Regions from separate parts of the Mus musculus genome. Here region 1 is linked to region 2. A link is a contact called in public HiChIP or PLAC-seq data. All regions are on one chromosome and are shown on one strand. Each heading gives the region's core, a stretch centred on a gene start, on an enhancer-like site or on the middle of the called end of the contact. The rest is flanking DNA. Distances are from core to core; before and after follow the strand shown.

What was found. HiChIP or PLAC-seq counts read pairs in DNA pulled down with a chosen protein or histone mark.
Region 1: an H3K27ac HiChIP or PLAC-seq map of the NIH/3T3 cell line shows a contact between it and region 2, with 10 times the contacts expected there. The contact joins two enhancer-like sites. A contact is called at or near these places in 1 of 115 datasets of contacts at active chromatin or transcription factors (the NIH/3T3 cell line) and 1 of 9 other capture datasets (embryonic stem cells).

What each region holds. Positions count from the first base shown.
Region 1 is chr7:72,588,172-72,590,871 of GRCm38.p6, reverse strand. No RefSeq gene overlaps it. Among named protein-coding and RNA genes, the nearest start is that of Gm36865, 240 kb to the left of the region's middle. Within about 2 kb of position 1,266, at least 49 of the 459 cell types and tissues checked have an H3K27ac peak or open chromatin away from gene starts, as enhancers often do. A contact at or near this core is called in the NIH/3T3 cell line, where this site is marked.
Region 2 is chr7:73,068,159-73,070,858 of GRCm38.p6, reverse strand. No RefSeq gene overlaps it. Among named protein-coding and RNA genes, the nearest start is that of Gm6567, 33 kb to the left of the region's middle. Within about 2 kb of position 1,353, at least 9 of the 459 cell types and tissues checked have an H3K27ac peak or open chromatin away from gene starts, as enhancers often do. A contact at or near this core is called in the NIH/3T3 cell line, where this site is marked.

The DNA.
Region 1 (2,700 bases), core at 17-2,516, 480 kb after region 2:
AAATTTATAGTTTTAGAAACCAGGCATCCAAGGGACTGGATGTCTCAGCTGAGCTAAAGGTCCCGTGAATGAAAAAAGTTGGCAACCATAATCAATATTTTCTTTCTAATGAGAAGACTTTTGCTTTCTTTCCTGTCAAGATGTCCTCTTCTTGGAAAAAAAAAAGATAATTCCTAGTGACAGATTACACTTCTGAGTGTGAAGTGCCTCAGGCAAAGGGCACAGTTCCCTAAACGGATACATCAGATATGAAAGAGGCACAGGCAAGAGGCTGGGATGAAAAGGGGATGGTGGTGCTATCTTGGGATGAGTCACCACTGTCACACTGCAGGGGAGGAGAGGGTCCTTTATCTGAGGACCAGGAAGTATGACTGATACATATTCATCTGCATCCCTGAAAGAATGCTCACCACCCAAATCTTCTCAAAAATAGATCCTGACATTTAGGGCTTATGTCCTGTGAGATTTCTAGTTTGGATCAAACCAAACAGAGAGAAAGTTAATTACTGAGTTCTGAGGGTAGAAGAGGCTCCAGGGCAGCTGAGTGTTAATGGCTTTATTTATACACAATGGATGTACAAGGAACAACACATATTGAATGTACTCTGAGTTTGGATGTATTATTGAACATAGAAGACACTTCTCAAGGTTTTCTTGTGCCCTTTGTATTTCGTGTGCTTTGGATCTGCATGTGCTAAGAACCCTTAACAGGGCATCTACCTATTTAACAAAGGGTATGACTGTTGTTATTGTATATATACAGTCCACTTAGAGAACTATGTATACCACATTGTGATTATATAGTGAGCATTTTATTATTATTACTATAATTACATAATTATTATTATATTAATTATTATACAGGTAAATAAACTCAGGGGAAATTAAAAGATTAAAAAAGTGTTAAAAGATATTACACAATTATAATTTTAAAAATCTGCATTAAAGTGGACATACATAAAATAATGAAATGAGCTCTTAATATGACATGTATAAATAATAAACTACATTTCTTCATTGGATTAAAGTAACTTTTACAGTAGTCATTTCAGGAGATAGTTTATAAGATGTTTTTCATAAATGTTACTTTGGATTTTTATTCCATGCCTGCAGTACCTCTACATTCAGCCCAAACCATCTACACGATATAAAATGGCTTCCCATGTGAAGAGAAATGCATTTTGACTTGACTCACCTCAAGTCCAGCTGTGATGCTTCTGCCGTCTAGGACCCTTGCCATATTTGGGCATGATGAACTGCTAAGTCTGGCCTCAGACATGCCCAGCCAAAACTGCTGGACTTGGCCAGCGTAGGGCCTGGGAGTGGGCTTTGGTGCTGAGAATGCAGTGGCTGGTGATGTTGGGCAATCATGGAGTCATAGCAGCAGAGAAATCAGAATCCATATCCAAGCTCAACTCCTTGATTAGCTTCTATTTAAATAAAAATTTACTGAGTTTTTCAGCTGTCTTGGCAACATCAGATTCCAGCCTGGAGAGGAAGTATGTGAGTCAGAGGTGGGAAGAGGCAGCTGGCCTGGTACTGTTCCAATCGTCCTCCTCCTCTGAGGACCATGTCTCCTGGAGCTTTGTGCTGCATTTACAAATAGCCTGCAGGGAGCCTGAGCATTGTGTAGTTATACTCCATCAAAGCTGTCCTGGAGGCCATTTCTGAGTGTGTTTCAATGCATGATAGCCATCAGCATTAGCCCTGTCCTCTTGAGCATCATAAATGAGTGATCCTCAAGAAACCATCCCACGGAATGGAACAAAACAGGGCATTGAGAAACGAAAAGAAGGATGTGTCTCTACATGGATTCTAAGTCTGTGCCCCCTGCAGATAATCTCATAAGACCATTTAGACAAACAGGGAACGTTTGCTCCCATGCACCACTTTTAAAAGAAGCAACAGTTAAACCTAGGTCTGAATGACCATCCTGCTTCACAATCCAAAAGTGCCTTCATGTTCTCCCAGCTTCTTCATCTCCTTCCTTTTATGCTCTTTCCCTGTATTTTAGTGGCATAGAAGTAGTTAGAGGCATGAATCTGAGGTATAGACTCAGTTACTCAGTCTCTCTCCTCTACAGAGAAAAAAAATATGATGAATAATATATATTATATATTAGATATAATTTACATAATGTTGTATTGTTTATTATATATTATTTTATTTTGTTATATATTATATTATAATTATTATAATTATCCTTTAATTATAATTATCATGTATGATTATATGTGTATATATGCATGTATATGAAATGTTTATAATATAATATACAATAATACATATTATTATTTGTTATATAATATGATATAACATATTGTAATGGTAATGTATAATAACATATATATGATATATTAGTTCTTCCTTTATAATCAAAAAGTGTTTGTTTTAGAGGGTAGAATGAGCAGGGCTTAAACTTTTTTTTCTTTTCTTTTCTTGTTGCTGATTCCTGGAAAACAGGATGGAAAATATAATCATTTTGGTGGTGTGTCTGAGAAAGACCTTGAAAGAAAGCTCTCCAGATGGCAGTTCTCCATCATAAGATACAAAATGAGATGCCAAGGATGACCAATGGGTAGGTTGAAGAAGGCTCTGTCTCTGTAATAACAAAGATATCTTAGAGAAAGCAATCCAGAGTCTTACTCAGCCAGGCTCTACCTTAAGACTTGGAGTTGCCTGTTGGAAATCTTTACGTGT
Region 2 (2,700 bases), core at 104-2,603:
AGGGTGGAAAGAGGGAAGGAGAAAGGCAGAGGCATGGGGTGGGCAGCATGAAGCAGCAGAAGGTCTTATTCTCCAGGAACAATACCATAGAGTTTTGCCTTCCATCATCCCTCACCCATGGAGATGAAGATCCTCTTCCCATCCTGTTTCCAGGAGAAATGCCTGCCTGAGAAAAGGCTAATATAAAACACATAAAGAAGAAGTTGTTCTCCTGGGCTGAAAGACTTTCTTTTTGGTGTATGTGGTATGTGGTCCTTCCCTTTTGTACCAATAGCTGCTACCATGTGGCTTGTGGATGCTAGGAGAGGCTGTTATACCCTGGCCTTGGGTCTGAAACTCTCTTCTTAAACAGATCAGGAGCCATCAGGCCAGGCAAAGCTAATGCTAAGTTGCTGCTGTGCATTCTGGGCTAGACTTACGTCCATCTTGTTACCTTATTTGGTTAGAGTTTTGTTTTTGTACTGAGGCCAAAAAGCTAAGCCAGAGATGACTACTTATTATTTTATTTCCTTTGTGTGTGTGTGTGTGTGTGTGTGTATTGTGTTGTGTTATGTATACATATGCATGTGGGTATGTTTGTTTGTGCATACATGTATAGAGGCAAGAAGCCAATTTCTAGTATATTCCTTCTATCACTTTATTTGCAACGGGGTATCCCACTAGCCTGGGGCTCACTGATTTGGATAGACTACCCTGAGGGAACCCCTGAGGGAACCCCTGAGATCTGTTTGTCTTTGCCCATGTTGACTGTTGGGGTAGCAGGCCCCTGTTGCTATAACCCAATTTTTTTTATGTGGGTGCCTGAGATCCGGACTTGGATCTTCATACTTTACGGTAAGCACTTTGCCCATTGAGCCATTTCCCCAGTGCCCCTTTATCATTCTCTTACATGCGATAGTGTACCGACCATTCATTCTTCCATCAGTTGCATGAAGGTTCTTTGTGCTATAACTTATTCTCTGATGATTGCTTCTGCTCCCTACAGGGAAATGCCCCCTTCTGACCACAATGTTACTATTACCAAGAAAATAGGTTTATTTCCCCTCAATAGAACATTCCCTCCAGGCTTAGTGTTGATTAATCACTTGGTAGGCATTATTGTATTGACTGTGCAATAACCCTACTGCACAGTTCTTGTTTGGATTCTCCCTTTTCACAGATAAGGAGAATGGGGTCAAGGGAGGGTTAACATAAGGAAACCAACCCAGCCAAGGCATAAGATGACTAAGTCTCCCGACTCGAAGCCTCTTGACCTCACTTTAAGGTGTCATTGAGCTGGTATGTGCTACCTGTCAGCACTCAAGATAACTGAAGACCATGTTTTCTTCACTCTCATCTTTCTGAAGAGGTTCTGCAGTCCACTAACTAGTGCCGGGACAAAACAGTCTGAGCAGCTCCCAAAGGCAGGCTGAGTGAGGCAGCAGGAAAAGAAAGCATCCTCTAGACTTAGCGTCATATCCATCACATTCTTTTGCTATGGAAAAACACCATGACCAAGGGAAGTGATGGAGAAAAGAGTGTGCTTTGGATTACAGTCCCAGAAGGTTAGCAGTCCACCATGGTGGGTGAGGCATTGTAGCAAGCTGTAGCCATGACGCACAGAAGCAGGAAGCAGAGAGATTGCTTTAATCACAAAATAGGAAGGATAAACTGGAAGTGGGATTAGGGTATGAATGCTCGCTTGTGTCCCCGTCCTGCTGCTGTGGCGTTTTTCCTCCAGCAAGGCTGGACCTCATAAAGATTCTCCAACTCCTCCCAAACAGTGACACCAGTTGGGGACCAATTAGTTATATATTCAACTCATTGAAAACAGCCTCCTTGAAATCCTCTACAATTGGTGAAAGTTGTGTCAACAGCCATAAGTCTGGGCTGTTTGGCTCTGAAGGATTTTCCCAAGGGAAGGCATATCAAGTCTAAAATCATGGCATAATGACAGAGAAATGTACCTTTAAGATACTAGGTAGGGTGTGTGCAGTCAGTTCAGGAGGGACCCCATTTGCCAGAGTATTGGAATTTTGACTTTCATAAATGTTCTGTGGGCACTTTAGACAGGGAAGTGTCTAAAACCCAATACATTCCCTAGGGGCTAATGAGGTGACTCAGTCAATGAAGATATTGCCTCACACATAGGGAAGATCTGAGTTCTAGCCTCAGATGCCATGTTAAAAAAATGCCAGCTATGCTGGTGTGTGTTGATAACCCCAGCACCAGGGAGTCTCAACAGCAGGGAAAGGAAGGATCCCTGGGCTTTGTTGACTGGCCAGGCTGGCCAAATCTGTGAGTCCCGGGCCAATGGAGATAGTGTTTCAACATGCAAAATGGATGTCAGTAGGCAATGACACTTAAGGTTGGCATCTGTCCTCCACACACACATGCATACACACGCATATATACCTTTACACACACACACACACACACACACACACACACACACCACACTCATATTTTCTCCTTCTGCAATAGGCCCATTCATTTCCAGACACATCTGTGAGAAGCTCACATCTCCAGGCTTGATCTGTTTCTAGGTAGGCTTCTTCCTTTGGTGTTTGAATCAGCCTTTTCTTCCAATGGTAGTGGAGGTCCCCTGGCCACTCCCAGACCCACTTTGCTGTGCTGTGCTGTGCTATCAAACAAGAACCTGCATAAAACAACAGCAGGCTACCTCCTGCTTCCAGGTCTGAGAAACACAGCTGGCTTTTG